Linked DNA regions of Hordeum vulgare: region 1 is linked to region 2. Evidence: chromatin contacts called from public Hi-C data. All regions are on one chromosome and are shown on one strand. The core of a region is the stretch at or near the end of the contact, and the rest is flanking DNA. Distances in the headings are between cores, read along the strand shown.

The links. Hi-C and Micro-C count contacts between places; a contact is called where the count stands out from the background.
Region 1: a contact with region 2 is called in a Hi-C map of leaf, with 3 times the contacts expected there. The contact joins the promoter of LOC123447975 here to the promoter of LOC123447973 in region 2. A contact is called at or near these places in 2 of 6 Hi-C or Micro-C datasets (leaf and seedling) and 1 of 1 datasets of contacts at active chromatin or transcription factors (embryo).

What each region holds. Positions count from the first base shown.
Region 1 is chr4H:90,091,501-90,095,527 of MorexV3_pseudomolecules_assembly, reverse strand. It overlaps LOC123447975 (integrator complex subunit 3 homolog), which reads right to left and starts at 1,514. Exons shown (of 1, transcript XM_045124727.1): 1 at 1-1,514. The coding sequence starts at 1,111. The coding sequence ends at 383.
Region 2 is chr4H:89,925,681-89,929,969 of MorexV3_pseudomolecules_assembly, reverse strand. LOC123447973 (calcium-dependent protein kinase 24) reads right to left here and starts at 1,589. Exons shown (of 9, transcript XM_045124725.1): 1 at 1,363-1,589; 2 at 1,083-1,176; 3 at 337-1,003. The coding sequence starts at 949.

The sequences.
Region 1 (4,027 bases), core at 265-2,764, 170 kb before region 2:
GAGTTTTAGTTATCAACCAGCAGAAATCAAAAATCAAAGCTTCCTGCTCATGATCTGCATGTACTGTGGCGTTATCAGCATTAATTGGACGGAATTGAATTGACTTCTAGTGTAGTTCGAATCGAAGAGTAGCCTTTGATTGGACATATTCTGTGGATATTGGTGAGGACCAGGTTTATAGGTCCAAGGGCAAGCTGATGATGAGCCCACACTCCAAATTCCTTTTTCTTGCTCAAGGATGCCTTCACCTGAATTGCTTGTAAATTGGTGTGGTCTTGTAGACCCTCTCTGTATGCCTTCTCAGATCATTCACAAGGTGGAATTATTGGTGGATTGGTGCTGACTGCAGTTCATTCATTCAGGAAATAGAAGGTTGTGGCATCTAGATTGAGCAAACTCTCTTCTTCAATTCTGCTGGTTTAGAAACCTCACTAACCGGTTTCAAGCAAGCTTCTACAGCTTCTACAGGACTGGTACTAGATAAAAATGCCACAAGCTTCTGCCTAAGCAATGGTGATAGCTTCTCGCAGCATGTCAACAACTCCAATGATGGGAGCACTCCTTTTTTCACCAGCACTGTAAATGCACACCTCACACACTGCTCGATGGCCTCCTTCCTCCGCACCTCATAGTGCTCAATCAGAAGAAATAAGAACTCAAGTAGCATGTTTGTGATATCTACATACTGAGATATTGAGTTCAACATCAGAAGCATTGCGGGCTCAATGTTCATGACGTTACCCTTGGTCTCATCAAAAAACAGCCAGTCATAGAAGAGCGCCAACTTGGCATTCGCTACAATGTATCCCTTGCTGCAACTAGTCAGCAACCAACCAATGACAGCCCAGCGAGCAATAACACCGGACTGTATAACCTCATTGGTCGGGTGGTACCCGCAGCATATGAAGCGGACAATGTCCGGTATCCTCTCCTCCCCTCCAGGCACCATCAAATGCTTCCTCGCAAACCACAGCTGGTACCTCTTCTGGCTTCCCCACTTCACATTGTTCATCAAGAAGAGCAGTTGCGTCTCCATCTCAGGCGAGATAGACAAGGTGGTGCACCAACCTGGAGTGGCAAACCGGCAGATATCAACAGTGCGGGCCAGCATCAAGTCTTTCCATAGTCCCTGGAACTCCGGCACGAGCACCAGTTCATGGAGCGACCGCGCGAGGTCCCTCCCGATCAGCGTGCACACCTGCAAGTGATCCCGCAGCACCGAGACACAGAAGGATATCAGCTTATCTACGCACTCTTCGAGGTTCTTCGCGTTCTTGCACTCGTCGCAGTTGCTGCACTCGGCGCTCCTGGGAAACGGGGCGAGGCGGTTCCTGGCGAGGAGGCGGAGGAACGCAAAGACGGCGGAGGCGATGAGCTGGGGCTCCTCGGCGGCGAGGAAGGAGGAATGCTCGCGGATGAGGTCGAGGAGGCGGGCGTCTCCGGGGAAGGGCACGCGGCGGAGCAGGGAGAGGAGTAGGGACGCGAACCCCGGCGCGGCCGCGCGGGTGAGCTCGGCGGCGGCGAGGAGTAGGCGGGTGCGTGGGTGGGGGAGGAGGAGGGGGAAGGGGAGCAAGAGGAGGGCAGAGGCAAATGAGTGGTAGAAGGCGGGGAAGCGGCCCCCAGCGGCGTGGAGGAGGAGGAGGAGGCGGCGCGGGAGAGGGGGCGGGTGGGTGAGGAAGGAGAAGGCTAGAGCGTGGGGGAGGTGCGGGGAGGAGAGATCGGAGGGGGATGGGTCCGGGAGGAGGAGGTGCGCCGAGAAGAGAGGATGCTCCGGGGAGGAGGTCGACGTGGGGGGTGGACTGTGGTCGCCGCCGGCGAGCAGCCGTGGTGGCGGCGGCGTCATTGCGGGAGGCCCGAGGGTGAAAAGAGGTTTTTTTTTAGGATGGATCCCTTTCTTCATTAGGTTCCTATACAATACACGCATGAACGGTCCCAAATTTCTTAGTGGGCTGGGCTCCAGGACACAAATTTGTTAGTGGGCTGGGCTCCAGCTCTTATAAGTTATAAGGGAGAGGCAAAATTTGCTCCAAGAAAAAGAAAACACGGTACCCTCGAAAGAAAAAGGAAAAAAAAGGGGGGGGAGAGGCGATGCGGCGGCAGCGGCCATGGCGATATGGGTGAGGGAGGAGGATCTACGGGTAATCCTGATGCATGCCATGTTCACCGCGAAGAGCATCCGAGGCCAGCGCGACCGTCTCCTGCACCACCAGCACGTCCAGCTGCAGCGGATCCCAGGCGCCACCCCAGAGGACCGCGTCGGGATGCTCGGGGCGAATAGCTCCCATGCGACGTCGTTGAGTTGAATTATCTCTCATGCGACGTCGTTGGTTGTAATGGCTCTCATGCGACATCTCCCACCACAGAAATAGCTCAAGCAACACAACCCGTTTACGGGGCTAACTGGATGTTAGTTAGGCTGAGATTTGGTTAGGAATGTGCTCTGACTGGTGGGGTCCACCTAGGGCCACGTCGTCAAGAGTCAACCGTCCACTACTCGACCAATGACTGTGTGACCATACTCGACTTGACCGTGCAGGACTGGGCGAGCGGCACCGTCGTGTGCATCTTCTCCGGCAGAGGCGGCAGTTTCTTCTCCGCGGTGGTGGAGCGCCTTTCTCGGCAGCGGCAGAGCTATTGCGAGTGAGTATTTTCGAAACCCTAGTCCCATTCCCCAAAATTTTGGATAGATCTATGGTCTCATGCTCTGTTTCTTGGCGATTTAGAATCTCGATTGGATAGGAGCGCGGGGGCTGAATTAGATGGAGCGAGGAGACAGTGCTTCAAATCGGTAATGCTGCCCCTCCCTCTTTTCTCTTTTAGTTGTTATCAAACTCGATTTGGTAGTGAGTGTAGCTTACACTACCGCTGCCCGCCATTGACAAAACAGGGGAGGTTCTGGTTCTGCCACCACATTCGCAATTATAGTGGATTTTTTTCCCTGTAAAGCCAAGCTCAGTGATGGCAGTGTCCAAGACATTTATAGAGATACCACCGCCAGGTTGGATGTCGAACTTGCAGATGTTGATACCCAGGAATTAGAGAGCATGAAGGAGAAGGCCGTGGGCAATTTGGTGGACAGAATTGGGGAGAGTATTGTTTGGGGTCCAGAACAAGAGGTATCTGTGCAACGTTTCGACAACTACTATGGTGAATATGTTAGAATTGAAGATGGAGAATCCATGGTTGCTGAAATTGATCAGCAAGAAGGGTGGGCATGCAAACAAGTAACATTTTATGCAGAGCTAATTGATCTGCAAACTAATTCCAGAGTTGGTTATGTGCCATCAAAGATGGTTGCACAGCTGGAAGATGATGTGTGGGTTTCACAAAAGAATATGTTGGCATTGTTGACTGAACCGTCTGTAATAGATGAAGATACAGGGATTGATGTAGATGGAGAGGAGGGAACCCATGGTGCTAGGAAGATTGTTGTTGACTGGAATGTAGTAGATTTGAATGAAAAAACAGATTTGGTCATTACACCAATATCTGACATTGATATGGCCGAAATGTTTGGCATTCAAGTTGATGACAAAGATAAGGAGAAGGATGACAGTTCTTTGCCTGCTGATGGTAACACAGGCCCTAGAAATGCAAATGAGGATGAAGAAGAGCTGATGAGAATGGGTGCAGATGATGTGGATGATACAAATGATAATGAGCTGGTTTGTTTGTATGACAGAGAACCTAGTTATTAAGGTGGGAAAGTTGTGTCCAAGCATGGTTGAGTTTAGGATGTCTTTCAGGACCTTTGCAGTGAAAAAAGATTTCGACGCCAAGACTATGTGGACTGATCGAAAAAAAATTATGCTCGGTGCAAAGGTTATGATGGTGGTGGCAATGCTTGCAAATGGTACATATCTGCCAGACTACAATCTGATGGAAGTATAGTAAGGGTAAATCAAATACCACACCAGCATACATGTATGACCACTTCACATAGAGTTTCAAAGATGACATCACAGCTTTGGATTACAGAGAAGATTAGTCCTATTTTAGCCAAGACTCCAAACAGTACTGAAAGAGG
Region 2 (4,289 bases), core at 340-2,839:
CACACAATGGCACAAACACCACCCTTGGTATCCATTAATACCAGGACCTGTTTCTGGCACACCTTTTGTTGCAAACTACAACAACGCACTGATTATCATTTCCAACTGGAACTCCAACACTGTTCCACTTCCAGTACCAGTTTTTCCCACTATCAAAGCAATGTCACATCATGGCAAGCATTCTTACTCTAGCAAAAGGAATGAAAGCACTATGGCCATTCAAATCAACCTGATCACATATGCTATACCAACAAAGCTCGAACTGGTCAACACAGTACTACATATGAAAAAACAAAGTACCAGACATGTGTAAATCAATAGAAGCATAGTACATACCAGGCTTGTAGAACATGGATAGCCCAAAATCGGTGGTCTTGAGCGGGGCGTCCTCGGCAGTGCTGGCAAACAGGAAATTCTCCGGCTTGAGGTCCCGGTGCATGACGCCGAGCGAGTGGCATGCCTCCACGACCCCAACTATGGTCCTGATGAGCTGCGCTGCGGCACGCTCGGTGTAGTGCCCCTTGGCCACGATGCGGTCGAAGAGCTCACCGCCCGCGCAGAGCTCCATGACAATGTGCACGAAGAGCGCGTCCTCGTAGGCGCCACGGATGCGGACGACGTTGGGGTGCTCGGAGAGGTGGTGCATGATCTGGATCTCGCGCCAGACGTCCTCGTAGTCCTCGCGGCACAGCAGCTTGCGCTTGGGGATGGACTTGCACGCGAACTCGCCGCCGTCCTCCTTGGCCACGCACAGGTAGGTGGTGCCGAACTGCCCCTGCCCCAGCTTCTTCCCGATGCGGTAGTGGTCCCGCACGTTGGCCGTCTTGTGCGGCAGCACGGACGCCGGCCGGCCGGATGGCGCGGGCGCGGCGGCCACCGGCGGCGGCAGCTTCGGCCTCGGATTCGCGCCGCCGCCGCCGGCAGCGTTGCCGCTCGCGTCCGGCTGCATTGGCGAGTCCTTGGCGCGCGCCCTGGATCAAGAACGGCACGGAGGCCGCGAAACCTTGAATCAAGAAACGTCGAGGGGTCAGGAAACCGGGGATGCGATCAAGAACCGGTCAAAAAAGGGGGAGCTCGCTCACCTCCGATGGGGATTCCTGCGGATTGCGACGGAGGAAAACGCAGAAAGCTCGGGATCTCGGAGTGGGGCTCTGCAGATTCTTGGGCTTTCCAACCCTGTCGACGAGATTGTGAGGCGAGAAAAAGGAGCTTTATGGGAGGTTTATGGCCAGAGCGTGAAGCAAGAAATAAAAGGGCGAAGAAATCTTGCTCTCACTTTCTCAGGTGTCACATGGGGAAGATGCAACCTCGCCCAAGAATGAGGAAAAAAAGGAAGAACTGGGGGAAAAGATTGGCACAAACCTCTTTATCCTGCGTGGAGCTACTGCAAGTTGGAGGAGTCGGGTCGCACAAAAGGACAGGATCTTGGTGGCTCGCCCATTTTTTATACGAGTTCTCTGGGGTAGGGGGGAGGGGATGGGATGATGACGACGACGACGACGACGACCAGGACGACGGTAATCTCTTGGTTTTTCTTTTGGGGTTGGAAATGGTAAAAGGGGTTGGTGAAGAGGGGGAATGGGGGAAGGAGAATGCCGAGCAGGATTGTTAGGTCGGGTCGGGTCGTACCACGACTCCACGGGGTTTTCAGGAAGGAGGGAGGAAGGAACCAAGAACCCCTCCTCCATTATTTTACTTCTTCAATAAATAAACACAGTATGGCTTTTTTCTCCGCAAAATGTTCATTATCGGATATTCCCTACTAAGGCCATGTTTAAACCAGAATAGATTACGATAATCTGAATTATGAAGATAGACTATATAATCAGATTTATAAAAATAATCTAGATTGACATGTTTGAAGATTAGATTATATAATATGTAATTCAGGTTTTCACGTTACATAATGACTTGTGTGTCTTGCGCGCGCTGAGAAGAAAAAAGGAGGAGGGTGGCGATGGCAGAAATTAGTAATTGTCCTTAACTTTACAAGGATAATGAATCATTAGCAATTCATAATCCCGTTTTATCTATCCATCTAGTTTTATAATTTATATATAATCTATCCTATTTGGAGACAGTATAGATTATAAAAAATAAATTATCATAATCTGAGTGGTTCCAAACATGACCTAGTGGGTAGAATTTTACTCTTATAGGTTCATTAAGGCACCCTCACGCGTAACCACCTAGACCGCACTGTCGGACGTGTTCATCATCCAACGCGGTCGTGTATCAATCCGTTGACCGGACTGAACACACTTTTTGCGTAAAGCGGAGACAAAGTGGGGGGGGGGGGTGCGGACGCCCGGGCCTCTACCACGTCCGCTCTTGACTAACCTGACCCACCCAAAACTCTTCACCCGCGTCCGCGCACGTTCCTACCCATTAACGAAACAACGATGCCGTCGGACGCAGACGCGACATCACACATGCGGGTGTTGGCGGCGTTGGCGGTCGAGGATGAGAACTCCGCCAGCTACGCGTCTTACGCGACACCATCCAACTTTCGAGGGAGGCGCATGTGGCACGTGGACAGTGATTGCTCGTCCACGTCCATCATCGACCTCACGTTCACCGGCACCGGCGACGGATAGATCGTGGGCTCCTTCGAGGATGAGTAGGGTATGGGAGGCGGCAAGGCCTAGCGACCCATGTAGGTCGGTCTGTCTCCCATGTCCTACTCTTTCTTACCAAAGACAACGCCTTCACTTCACGTGCCTTGAAACCCGCTAGCGCTCATGCAGACAGCAGATGGAGGATGCGGTCGCCGATGCGGCCATATGATAGGATTAGGTCTGGTCGCTCTTTTTTTAATGAAAATAAGTTTGAATTGTAATGAATGTGCTCTTGTTTATATGAAAATCAGTCAGTTTGGGTGAATTACTTGTTAGGGAACGAAGCATGGAAAACAAAAAAATCCTACGAACAGCCAAGATGTAATCTAGGAAATGGATATCAATGAGAGGGGAGAGTGTGTCTACGTACCCTTGTAGAGCGTTAAGCGGGAGCGTATATAACGCGCTTGATGTAGTCATACTCGTTAAGATCCAATCGCAATCCGATCAGATCTAGCGCTGAACGGGCGACACATCCGCATTCAGCACACGTGCGATTCGATGACGTCTCCACCTTGTTGATCCAGCAAGTGAGGGCGGAGTAGTAGATGGGATCACCGACGACGCGGTGATGTGTCGGCGATGGTGGTGGTGCTATTCCGGCAGGGCTTCACTGAGCACTACCGGATACATGAACGATGGAGAAAACGAAGTAGCGGGAGAGGGAGGGCTGTGGCAAGAGCTTGGGGTCCAGCTACCCTCCCTCAACCCTGCTATATATAGGGGCAAGGGGAGGGGGTCCCGGCCTTAGCCCCTCCACCAAGGAAGAGGGCGACGGCCCTAGGGTGGAGTAGCCCCCAAGCAAGGGGGCTGATACGTCCATTTTGCATCATGCTTTCATGTTGATGTTTATCGCTTTTTGGGCTGTTATTACACTTCACGGTACAATACGTATGCCTTTTCTCTCTTATTTTGCAAGGTTTACATGAAGAGGGAGAATGCCGGCAGTTGGAATTCTAGCCTGAAAAAGGAGCAAGTTTGAGATACCTATTCTGCGCAACTCCAAAAGCCGTGAAAATCAACGAGGATTTATTTTGGATTTTATAAAAAATGTTGGGCCGAAGAAGTACCAGAGGGGCGCCAACAGGAGTCCACAAACCTGCTAAGCGCGACCTCCCCCTAGCCACGCCTAGGGGGCTTGTGGGCTCCCAGCTGGCCCTCTAGCTCCCCTCTTTTGCTACAAGAAGGGTTTCGTTCCAAAAAAATAAAGAGGAGGCTTTCGGGAGGAATCGCCGCCGCCACGAGGCGGAACTTGAGCAGAACCAATCTAGAGCTCCGGCAGGACGATCCTGCCGGGGAAACTTCCCTCCCGGAGGGGGAAATCGTCGCCATCGTCATCACCAACACTCCTCTCGTCGGAGGGGGCTCATCACCATCAACATCTTCATCAGCACCATCTCATCTCCAAACCCTAGTTCATCTCTTGTAACCAATCTCCGTCTCGCGACTCCGATTGGTACTTGTAAGGTTGCTAGTAGTGTTAATTACTCTTTGTAGTTGATGCTAGTTGGATTACTTGGTGGAAGATTATATGTTCAGATCTTTGATGCTACTCATTACCTCTCTGGTCATGAATATGATTATGCTTTGTGAGTAGTCACTTTTGTTCATGAGGACATGGGATAAGTCATGCTATAAGTAGTCATGTGAATTTGGTATTCGTTCGATATT